Regions from separate parts of the Zea mays genome. Here regions 1, 3 and 4 are each linked to region 2. The links are chromatin contacts, called in public Hi-C maps. All regions are on one chromosome and are shown on one strand. Each heading gives the region's core, a stretch centred on a gene start, on an enhancer-like site or on the middle of the called end of the contact. The rest is flanking DNA. Distances are from core to core; before and after follow the strand shown. Region 1 holds the start of LOC103648229. Region 2 holds the start of LOC100279776. Region 3 holds the start of LOC100273022. Region 4 holds the start of LOC103648238.

Region 1 (2,700 bases), core at 74-2,573, 210 kb before region 2:
TAAAATACACATACAGACACAGACAGACAGAGAGAAAAAGAAAGAGAGAGAGAGAGAGAGAGAGAGAGAGAGAGAGAGAGATCAATTTCCTTCAACAACTCAGTTAAGATGGCCCAGAAGCATACCCGAAATATGATCTTGAAGGCTTCCATTGTGTAAATACTCAAGGCAGAGCGCTATACGCGGCTCTTCGACAAGAATTTTTCTTCTATCGTGCTCCATAAATGTTTTCTTAATTTCATAGCAATAGCCATAAATCCGTACAATGTTTTCATGCTTAAGTTTTGCAAGGTTATATAACTCATTTTGAAACTGCTTATGGTTAAGATCAGTGACATTAGCATGAAGCTTCTTCACAGCAACGTAATCACCATTTTTAGTCAATCCCTGTTGAGGATATGTTGTCAGTACTAAACAAACATTAACTTCCACTTTTCTATGTATGTAGTGACTACTTATCATTTTGATAACTGAAAAAACCAGAAAAATGCAGATACTATATTTATGGCAGTGCGGTAAGATCATGTGTATGCGTATGATTGGAAGCAGCCCAGTGTGTTGGTCAGACCGTACATAACTTCGTTTATTGAAACTGATCATGCATGCCAATAAAATCATACTTACCCTGTAAACCACTCCAAAGGATCCTCGGCCGAGCTCTCGACTCTCAGAGAAACCATCTGTAATTTCTTCTAATAGTTGGAATGACACATTCTCTAGCTCGTCGCGGTATTTTTTGCTGTAGAAGTCGTCGCCGTCATCTGGCTTGTACAAGTCGCCTAGCATGTTATCCATTCAGCTGGTACAAATAAAACCCGACCCCTTTCAGCGTGAGCAACAAATAAAAAAAAACATGTACACTTTGCATTACAAGGTGTATGATACACCAGATTAGAAAACAGGATACATACATACAAGCAAAATGAGCAAATTATAGGACGCCTAGCTCCCTTTAATTCATTCAGCACCTCGTCATAAGGTAGCAATCAGAGAGCTTATGATGGGAGGAGGTTTTCATCCAGAAGGTAAGCCCAGTGCAAGCAACGTACGCGGCGATGATACGGAGCAGCAGCAAGATCCAAATGTAGCAGCACCGACCGTACCTGGAGCAGGAGCCGGAGCCGGAGCAGGAGATCCGATCGAGGAACGCCCTCAGTTAACCAGAAGTGAGATCGAAGTAGATCTGACAATGCGATTGTTAAAACGGCGGACGCGGAAAGCGATGGTAGTGTGAGTGCCTTTTAACTTGTTGAGGAGTAATTTGGGACGCGGAAAGCGCTGGTACTGCGAGCGCTAGTAGTTAAACTGGTATCTGACAAACTTACCCACGTATATTTGGCTTTATTCTTTCTTTTATTCTTCCACCTTTTTATCTCAGGGCACATCGGATTCGGATCGAATAGTCCACCTACAACCATATTCACAACTGCAACCAGATTTGCGTTATATTTCAAAACAGAGGCACTCGCACAATTGTCCCTCTTTTATATCGTATAATTAAAAGATTTAATCAATAAACTGAATCCATATTTATGTTACTAAGATTTTTATGAACAAAACTAGACCACTTTTGCAATATGGTATTTAAAGATTTATCTTAAGTCTATGTTCTACTTGTGGAGCATGCACCCTATTAAATAAAAGTGATGTACATGTTTCTTCAAAAGATTTATAATTTAAAATATCTCTTAAACACCGATTCCTCACCTTTTAAGATATTTAAACATTTGCCTAACAAAACAATAAAACAATTAATAAATATGTTCAAAATATTTGCATACATGCATGTATTTTTTGTTTGAGCATTCAAGTTGGAATTTGAAATTCAAACAGAATCGAATTAGTATTTTGAATTGGAAAAGGAATCAGAAATAAGAAAACAAAAAGGGAAAAAAAGAGAAAGCCTTTCCTCTACTTGGGCTTAAAACCCGCTGCTCACCCCACTTACATCTGTCGGTCCAGCCTGAAATATTGCTCAGACCTGAGAAACGACTGGTGGACGAATACTAGATGTTTTCTATAGCCAAAGTCATCTTATCTGCAAGGCCCATTCCATTAATTGCATATTTGGGATGCCAAGTCCACCAAGGTCTAAGAGCAGACCCAAGAGCTTCCTAAAAAAAATATTCTCCGAAACATCATATTAGGGACGGCTGAAAAAAGAAATTCCCCTAAAAACTAAACTCACATCACAATGCTAATATCTAGTCACTAAAACTAAACTCATTCAACTCACAAGTGGGTGGCCTTCCAGGAGCATGTCACAGAGAGCGCGAGCCAGCAGCGGAAGAGACAGAGCGCGGCGATGAGTTAAAGTTGCAACTAGGCATGGCATCAGAGAGCGTGAGCGTCGCGGTGAGGTTGCCACATCGTGTGTGCGCGCTGAGGAGCGCGATTGGAATAGGACGTCGCCGACATGGGAGGAGGACTTGTGAGTTGAATGAGTTTAGCTCACGCCTCTGGATCAACGTCAACGAAGTAGTTCTCAACGTGTGCTTTGTGCTGACGAGGCAGGGGGTCGAGATTACATGTGCTCTGCTCCGCCCTGTTTGAAGCCCTAGTTTAATCAAGTTGCACACAATCGACAGAATAGTTGGGTCTAGGGGAAAGTTAGTAAGACTTTGGTGCTTTCGTGGTGAGTTTCTGGCATCATCTACATAGTCCTACAGTCTTTCCAAAGTGGCATAATGATGAGTTACT
Region 2 (2,918 bases), core at 391-2,890:
CCGGCCCGGCCTGGCACGAGCCCGATGAAGCCCGGCCCGTTTTTGGCCCGGTCCGCCAGGCACGGTTAGAAAACCGGACCGGGCCTTCTAAGCCCACGGGCTCGATTCTCTGTTCGAGCCCGACCCGCAGCGTGCGTAAACGGGTTGGGCCGGCTCGTTTAGCATGAAAAAGCGGGCTAAACAGGCCGAAAACCATGTTTTAGTACAAAAAAAGCGGGTTTAACGTGCTTAGAGGTAAATGGACCGTGTCGGGCTAACCCACCATGCCTAGTTTTCTGTCCGAGCCCAGCCCGCTTATTCGTGCCGGGCCGGCCCGGGCCCGCATAGAACCGGGTCGTACCAGGCTCGTACCGGGCCCAAACAACGGGCTTCGTGCCAGTCTCACAGGCCTCGTGCTTATTGGCCATCTATAGGAGGGTTCAAGTTACCTGGTAAATAAATTCAGCCTATTCGTTTGGTTTTAATACGTACTCGCTTCTACTGCTTTTGTTTTGTCTCTATGGATCAACGGTCCCAACAGCTGGCTTTAATATATTTCTTCTTTTTGTTTGATAAGAAACACAAAGAACCCTCCCAGCACCAAGAAACACAAAGAATCCACCGTGCAACCACCAAAATGCAAGAGTGCTAAAGACCTTGATCGCTCTTGCCGACGCGCATACAGAACAAGAAGGCAGCAAGTACGGCACAATCATGCTGTAGACATTTGCTCGATGACAGGAAATGTAACTTTTCCAAAATTACAGCGCGGCTAAAGCCCTGAAATAGAACGTTTTCGAAAAGAAAGGAAGCCGCAGCCCGGTGAATATCACCCCCGACATCCCGGCACATGACTGTACAGAAAGAATCGAAAACTATCGTGTACAAAGATCAAAACAATATCAACCGAGAGAAATCGGACGCTGCAAAGCGACGCTGCGAAGCGCAGAACCAAGTTCAAGAAGGAGTGTGTGCGGGTGGAGCTCACGTCGTAATGGAAGATGTCGTTCACGGACACCTCGACAAAGAAGTGGTTCGCGCGAACCGCCAGCTTTCTCCCAGACGTGCCTAAACCGGGGCGGGGCGGCGGCACGATCCTCTTCCTCGAGAGTGGCGGAGCCTCCTGGGGCTGGTGCGCGGGACCTTGCGCGACGGGTTTACCTGCGGGCACGGGAGGAGCAGCGGGCCGGTCGTCCGCCACGGCCAACTTCCCCATGCCATCCGCCAAGGCAGCTCCAGCCGCCTCGGTGGGGGCTCGAGGCGCTTGCGCAGAAGACGAGGCCGCTGCTGCGGGAAATGCCGGGGCAGCGGCGTCCGGCGCTAGAGGACAGGGCGCGGCGGGGCGGGCTGGCGGTACCGCTACCGCCATGCCGCCGCGGCCCTGGCCTCCGCCCTCTGTGTTCCCGAGCGGCGGCGGCTGCTGCTGGTGGTCGTCGACACCTCGGCCTCCGGGACCGCGGCCACGACCGCCGACCCCGCGCCCTCGGCCCGGGTCGCCTCTGCCTCCGCGTTCGCCGCCTCCATCGTCGCCGTGATGGTAACCTCCCCCGCCACGGATCCCCCGCCCCCTGCCTTCACCGCCCCGCCCACCGCTAGGGCCTTTCCCTCCGCCACCACCGCGCCCACGAGAGGCCATCGTAGGAAGGAGGCTTGGGGTTTTGCTAGGTGGAAAGAACCGTGGAAGGCGAAATGAAGAGCGAAGAAACTGAATAGCACCCGCACGCTGCGGGCAGCTTTTATAGCCAAGGTGGGCAAGCAGAAGACCGGTGGTACGCTGAAGTCTTCCGGCCTGAGCATTTGGTGGGGAAACCGGTCAGTTTAACCAACGGTTTTTTTCTTCAAAATTCGTCCTAAATTCAAAACAATTAAAAATAATTGATAAAAAACGGATATATGTGAACCGTCATTTTGAACTGGTAACCACATTTTTTTTGGGGAAACCGGATTTGATGTTAAGATTTAGTTTCGGTTTAGTCATTTAGTGTTCAGTTTAGTCGTATTAGTTTGTTTACTATTATATGGTATATGTGAAGATTATTTACTGTTAGATGCTATTTTTTGTCCAGTTTAAGTGCTAGTTTAGTTCCAATACACCTTCGACATTGGACAAAGATTCACCTAATAGTGACACTCATCTTTCTAGCATGTTGTTTATATCACTTGTACACGAACAAGGAGACACAGATGAAGTGCAAGAATGGGCCAATGAAACAGTTGGATCATATGCTGTAAGGGGAGTGGTGCAAGGGGGTGGGATGAGAGACCATATCACGATTCTTCCAACATACCTGAATACTATCACTATGACTCGTGTTGAATACATGAGTATTGTGAAACAAGTCAACCTATATGTCGTTGAAGAACTATAAAAGAACTAGTATTTAAGTATTGCTGGTTGTTTGTTGCATATGCATGCTATATGTTATTTTGGTAAACACATGTCGTGTGGATCAATTAATATTTACTGTGCAATGTGAATTGAGTAAATTACAAATAAATATTGTCAAAATTTTCCATTTTCTGTAAAAAACAGCGAAAACCGGTTCATTTTCATGGAAAATCGACACTTTGGGGCGGTTTACCGTCGGTTTTTCGTCAATAATGTTAGGATTTATGGGCTTGGCCCAATTAAGAATTTCTAATAAATCACAGGAAAATCTCAAAAGCCCATATAAGTGGATGGCAAAGGGATAGGTGGAACCAATAGCACCATATTGCTAGCTCTTATGGAGTAGAGCTAACTTAAATATGGAAGCCACACTCACTCACCAAGTCATGGATGAGAGGAGAGAGTGTGGAGAGCCACACGCGCGCGCGCGCTCGCTCGCCTGGCCGGGCCGGGCCGGGCCGGGGCGGGGCGGGGCGGGGCGAAGGGCGCGGGCGCACGACATGCGCGTGAATGGTCCGCCGAAATCCGGCCCCTCGCCTTGCGGGGGCGC
Region 3 (2,700 bases), core at 48-2,547, 150 kb after region 2:
CGTAGGCCAACTGAACGCCAGGCACGGGCAAGAACCTGTCCGTGGCGCAATCGAGTTGGTTGTTCCTCGTGCACCCTCCCGCTCGATCGTCGAGGTCCCATTCACTGGGCGACCTGATAGAGAATCCCTCCATGCAATCGCAGGACATGTTCGCGTTGTTGTCGCCGCCGCCGGTGGTGGTGCAGACAGTGAAAGGTCCACAGGCAGCGTGGACGCTGCAGGGATTCATGGGCTGGGTGTAGAAGTCTCGCCAGGCGTGGCTGCTCTCCACCCACACGCGCCCCTTGATCTGGCCAGAGGTCTCCACGGCGGTGTACACGGAGAGGGTGTCGTTGGGTATGGTGTAGATGTAGTACTGCTCCTGGGCGTTGTCGATCTGGTTGTAGCTGATGAAGCCGCTGTCGCTGGGATCCACGTCCGACAGTGAGAATGTGCCCGACGCCCAGTACACGACGGAAGAGGAGCACTGGCTGAGTATGATCCCCTGGGAGAACCGTGAGTCCACCCCGACGCAGTAGGAGCCGCGGGCCGGGTTCGCCCTGTTCTTCCTCGACACGAAGACGCGGTTCAACCCCGTCACCTTGTTCCTGCCCAGCTTGGATCCCGGGAGGTACACGTCTGTTGGGTAGTCGAAGCTCTGCCACCGGACCTTGGACGCGTCCGAGGCCGAGGCGTCGCGCACCACCAGGTTGCCATTGTGGGTGAGCTCGGCGACGGTGTTGGTGGTGTTGGTGCTGGTGTTGTTGGTGTTGGTGCTGGTGGTGTTGCTGCTGGTGGTGGTGGTGGACCAAACGACTAGGGTTTCAGTTCTTTGAGGAGCGTTGTTGTCCTCCTGGACTACTACAAGGTTCCCGTCTCTAGAGATTTGCAGAGTCCGTTTGGGGAGGAGCTTATTATTGGGGTCTGCGTCTGGGTCGGTGAACGGGTCATCCCGGTTAGCAATCCAGACCGGAGTGAAGACTGGGATCTTGTTGAACCAGATGCCTAGGTACCAGTTGGAGACGGCGGTGGTGTTGCTGTTGTTGTCAGAGGAGGAGGAGGACTTACTGGCGGCGGGTGTGGTGGTGGTGCCGGACGGGAAGAAGCCGAGCGCGAACTTGCCGTTCCTGGAGACGAGGGTGTCGCCGACAGCGAGCGCCTGGCCCGCCGCGAGAGTGTGGTAATTCGCACAAGAGCACGGCCTGGGGCTGTGCAGCAGCAGGGAGACGAGGAAAAGCCCGACCAGTAGTGTGTAGCTGTAGGGTGAAGCAGGCATGGTGAACGAGAGATGTGGGTGTCTCTGTGCACGCATGCATGCATGCCCTGCCGTTATGAGAAGGGGAGGGGTCCGAGGGGATGATATATAAGAAGGGACTAGTAATAATCCATGTCATTGGTTAGTGGTTACCCGCATCAGTCTATCCTAAATTATCGCGTGCTTTAACTTTAACTTAGCATATGTTTAATTGTATATATTGGCCGCATGAGTTGATGTAAAATAAGTTATTCAAAAATCGGCATATAAGCCAGAAATAGGTGGGCTCGTATGGATTGGACGTGCGGACGCACTAAACCAATCATAAGCAATGTGAACGCGTGCTGCGCTGGTCACGATCCAGGTCAATCGTTCACACACGCGATCGATCGATCGAGATTCCTTCTCGCCTCATCAAGTGGGGAAAAAACAATGGAGCAAGACCAGGGCAGCCATTGTTGACCGCTTGTCACATCTCCTGGCACCATGTTGGTTGAGATGAGCTTTTGAGCGAGCTTGGTCCCACTCCCAACGAGAGACGAAACCGTGTCCCTTCTTCCAGTCTAATAATAAGACGTGGACGCCACTTGACCAGCTGACCACTGTCGGAAGACCTGCACAGGGTACCGGCAGCCACTCCTCGTTTTACGTACACGTGAGTATTTATCAGAATAGATAAAAAAAATAGTAATGGGTGGAAAGTAGGAAAAGAAAATGATATTTTATGTTTATAGTGAGATACATGGGGTGTATTTAGAAGGAACCGTTGCGAGAGATAAAAAAAGTAGGGTATGAAACCAGCTTGGTGAGGTGGTTGCATAGTGCGGTATGGGTAGGAAGAATTTAGCCTTATATGTATATATGTCAGGGAATGGATATTGTAGTTATATGTAGCTAACACTTAAACAGGTATATATGTAGTTAACACTTAACATGTGATGGTGTAATTCCATCAACCTCTTTCCCCTTGTACTGTTCACGTAATCTTGTAATCACTTGCACGCGTCACCTGGATTATTGCCTTCTGCCAAGACGAAAGTATAAATGTAATTAAATGTTATATTTTTGATATTTGAATTTATATAATAAAATATATAAATAAGTTTATGTGTTTTGACATATTATTCCTTCATGTTGTATATTTTATATTACATCTCTTATTATCTTACAATTCTGATTATTGCTCATGACCTTCGTCCAAAGTGCATTGTGTCCCTGGGGAGATAATGCTTCAATGGACGAAGGTCATTAACATTTAACATTTTATGTTGCCTTGTTCTTAATTCGAAGCATTTGAGAAAAAGTCCCCAACATACATAACTTCATATCAGCAGAGGTCTGAATGGAAACTAATCCAGTCCTCTTATTCATGTCCTAGAACTAGAGATGGCCAAACGGACCGTCCGGCCCTGTCCGATGAAGTCCGGCTCATTTTGGGCACGACCTGCCAGACACGATTAGAAAAC
Region 4 (2,923 bases), core at 264-2,763, 130 kb after region 2:
AAAATGATGTGGTGCATTTGGAAGTGCATAAATGGCTGGATCTTCGAAAACACCCCTCCAACTACCCAGTGGTGCAAAAATATCTTCGCTCAAGAGATGATTCTTAACAGCTATATGATGCGCGAAATGATAGCTGACAATGATAGACAATGGATACAACCATTGTAATTTGACGAAAATGTAATATGTAAAATATTCATAAGAAAGTGATAAAATGAATATTGTAGGAACCTCCTACAGTAGAAATTTCAAAAAAAACTCGTTGGAGATAGTCCTTTTTATTTTGATCTCCATATGGTTACTCTATTAAGTACCTAATATAGACGTCTGGTGTTACCACGACTTCACCCTTCACGCTGACAGTCTAGGACCGCCCCACGTGCCCCCGACTGGTTCTTTCGCCTCACGCAACTTGCCTCGACGCCGTGCTCTGTGGGCCTCACGCTCGCGCTGCGTCTGGCCAGCACCTCACCCGCCCACGCAGCTGTCACACCGCGTAACAAATAGTGCAGAGCGGGTACTCAAACCCACGCCCCTACTTTAGAAATTTGGAGCTAATCGTCAGACCACACGTAACTTAATGTTTAGATATAAAAAATAATTATATTTAAATATATATCTCAATATCTATTTGTATAATAAATAACAACCATAGCAAAACATGAACAACTCATAGTCGGTATAAAAAATAAGACCCAAAGTAGTGAAGAGACCGATGCCATTTGATCATCGTGGCTTTTCGTACAAAGAATGAAGTTTACTGAATGATTTATATAGACCGAAAATGAGGCGCAAAGCCATTTTATTCTTTCTCGCCGAAGGATGGATAGACGATACCTCAAGGCTTATGCGCGCATGCACCACCACGCAAGGAGTTGCATGCTCGTTAGTGTAGGAATTGGGCCGAGTCACATAGCTCGGGCACATTGCGGACTAAATAGTTTTTGATCGAGAAGGACTAAAAATTTCTAGCCGTGTTGGTCCAGCTTAGCCCTAAAACACGTCGGTTTTTATTGGACCGTGCCAGCACATGCCCGACCCACATATTTATACCACATAAAGTCTAAATATTATAACCACGTAAAATTTATAACTTAATAAATTAAAGAAATTAAACACTACGAACTTCATTGAGTCTATCAGAAAAGAGGATTTTGCACATAAAGTCTACTTTCTGAAGCTTGCCTCTTTTCACCTTTTCTGTCACTATGCTTGTCTGCTATCAATAATGACCGCGAAGAAGGAAGCCTTGGCTGTTAGAAAAGGTTCCATGATGCCCAGAAGATGATCCTGGGCAATGTTTAAACGAGGTAATAAGCCTTTGCATCTCCTGCATGCAAAGTTTATGCTTTCTTCTCTTAATCAAGAAATGGAACAATACCAATCTTGCTCTGAAAGATAAAGATGATATCTAGATTGTTTAAAACTCGAGCTGCTAGCCTTTATCTCTGGGGGCTATATTTATTTGAAGTAAGGTCAAATGGTATGGAATAACCCTAGCCTATACATTTGCTTGTTCCCAAGAAACCTTTGCTTGTTCCTGACCAGGGACCAATGTTATCTATGGATGGATAAATACTTGAGCAAACTTGGCATGGTTTAGCCCTGAAGGCAAAGCAATGTAGCTAGGAACAACTCTGGGTTGGCATACATATAGTAGTCAAAAGGTTATTCCAGTGAGACTGGAGGAATGATGAAATCTTTTCAATGGAAAGCAAGAATGCAGAGAGCATCAGGAATCTTCTTCTGAAGATAGTGTTTCCCTTAGCTTTTCCCCTGGCTGGTGCTTTTATCTGTGACCTCATAACAAACAGGGCAAGCAGCCACAGTAGCCATACGGGCTCATCTGATAGTTCATTCCAATTGGAACAATCGTCCGGTTCAATCTGTGGAGAAGAGGAAGAAGAGATGGAACCAAAACCAACTCGCGGCGCACAGCAAAAGTTAGCGAGAACAGAGAGTGCCTGCAGCGCTGCCGGTAGACTCCTGATGAGTGAGCTTGCAAGGCAGGCTTCCAACGCCGAAGAAATCATGGTGGTCGAGGCCGCCACCGAGGGTCCACGAGAAGCCGCAGCCAAGAAACAGGTCCAGGACGACCAGGGAATAATGGAGGCGGACGAGATCGCAAGCCTGAAGCTCACGGTGTCGGCCCTCGAAGACAGGGCTACCGCCATCGAGGCGCAGTTCCACGAGTACTGCGACGTGAAGGAGCAGGAGTCGGCGTACCAGAAGATGCAGATCATGTGCCTGGGCATGAAGCTGGAGCTGCTGGAGTCCCACAACCAGCGGCTGGAAGCCGCGGCAGCGGAGATCCGCGCGGCCGCTGGAGAGTTCGCGGCCATGAGAGGCAGGCTCGACAGGCTGCAAGGCAAGCTGAAGAAGGTGTCGAAGAGAAGCGAGCGAGGTTCGGACGCTGTCGTCGGCGAGAAAATCGCGGCCCTTGACGCGAAGCAAGCCCAGATGGCGAGACGGTGCGAGGAGTTCGAGCGGGCCATGGGTGAGATGAAGCAGCTCACGTTGCAGCTTGTGGAGCAGAAGGGAGCGAACAATGAGGTACTCGTAATCCTAACCATCTTGTTTCATGTTTGATCAGTGATTAGAACTGCGATCTTCGGACGATGGGTTTGACGGAAGTATTCTACGTGCTGTGTGCTTTCACTTTCCCGAGTGCGCATTGCAGAACGTGGAGGTGGCGGTGGAGAGGAGCCTGCGGAACCTGTCGAGCGGCAGGGACCTGGTGGACGGGCTGGAGGCGCTGCGGGACCGGTGGGCGGCCGGCATGGAGGAGATGATCTACCTGGGCTGGATCACGGCCTGGCTGCAGCACGACCTGATGCTGGTCGACGACGACGACGGCTACGGCGGCGCGGTGCTCGGTCCTGGCAGCACCACCTACGGTGGCGGCCACGGCGACGACGACGAA

The links. Hi-C and Micro-C count contacts between places; a contact is called where the count stands out from the background.
Region 1: a contact with region 2 is called in a Hi-C map of ear, with 2.6 times the contacts expected there. The contact joins the promoter of LOC103648229 here to the promoter of LOC100279776 in region 2. A contact is called at or near these places in 2 of 25 Hi-C or Micro-C datasets (ear and leaf mesophyll).
Region 3: a contact with region 2 is called in a Hi-C map of bundle sheath, with 3 times the contacts expected there. The contact joins the promoter of LOC100273022 here to the promoter of LOC100279776 in region 2. A contact is called at or near these places in 6 of 25 Hi-C or Micro-C datasets (bundle sheath, ear, leaf and 1 more) and 1 of 3 datasets of contacts at active chromatin or transcription factors (leaf).
Region 4: a contact with region 2 is called in a Hi-C map of ear, with 5 times the contacts expected there. The contact joins the promoter of LOC103648238 here to the promoter of LOC100279776 in region 2. A contact is called at or near these places in 2 of 25 Hi-C or Micro-C datasets (ear and tassel).

What each region holds. Positions count from the first base shown.
Region 1 is chr2:238,748,204-238,750,903 of Zm-B73-REFERENCE-NAM-5.0, forward strand. It overlaps LOC103648229, which reads right to left and starts at 1,324. Exons shown (of 8, transcript XM_008672720.4): 1 at 1,104-1,324; 2 at 625-799; 3 at 126-387. The coding sequence starts at 795. It also overlaps the pseudogene LOC103648230.
Region 2 is chr2:238,955,247-238,958,164 of Zm-B73-REFERENCE-NAM-5.0, forward strand. It overlaps LOC100279776, which reads right to left and starts at 1,641. Exons shown (of 21, transcript NM_001152734.1): 1 at 968-1,641. The coding sequence starts at 1,615.
Region 3 is chr2:239,106,784-239,109,483 of Zm-B73-REFERENCE-NAM-5.0, forward strand. LOC100273022 reads right to left here and starts at 1,298. Exons shown (of 1, transcript NM_001367776.1): 1 at 1-1,298. The coding sequence starts at 1,291.
Region 4 is chr2:239,087,745-239,090,667 of Zm-B73-REFERENCE-NAM-5.0, forward strand. It overlaps LOC103648238, which reads left to right and starts at 1,514. Exons shown (of 2, transcript XM_008672729.4): 1 at 1,514-2,553; 2 at 2,681-2,923. The coding sequence starts at 1,708.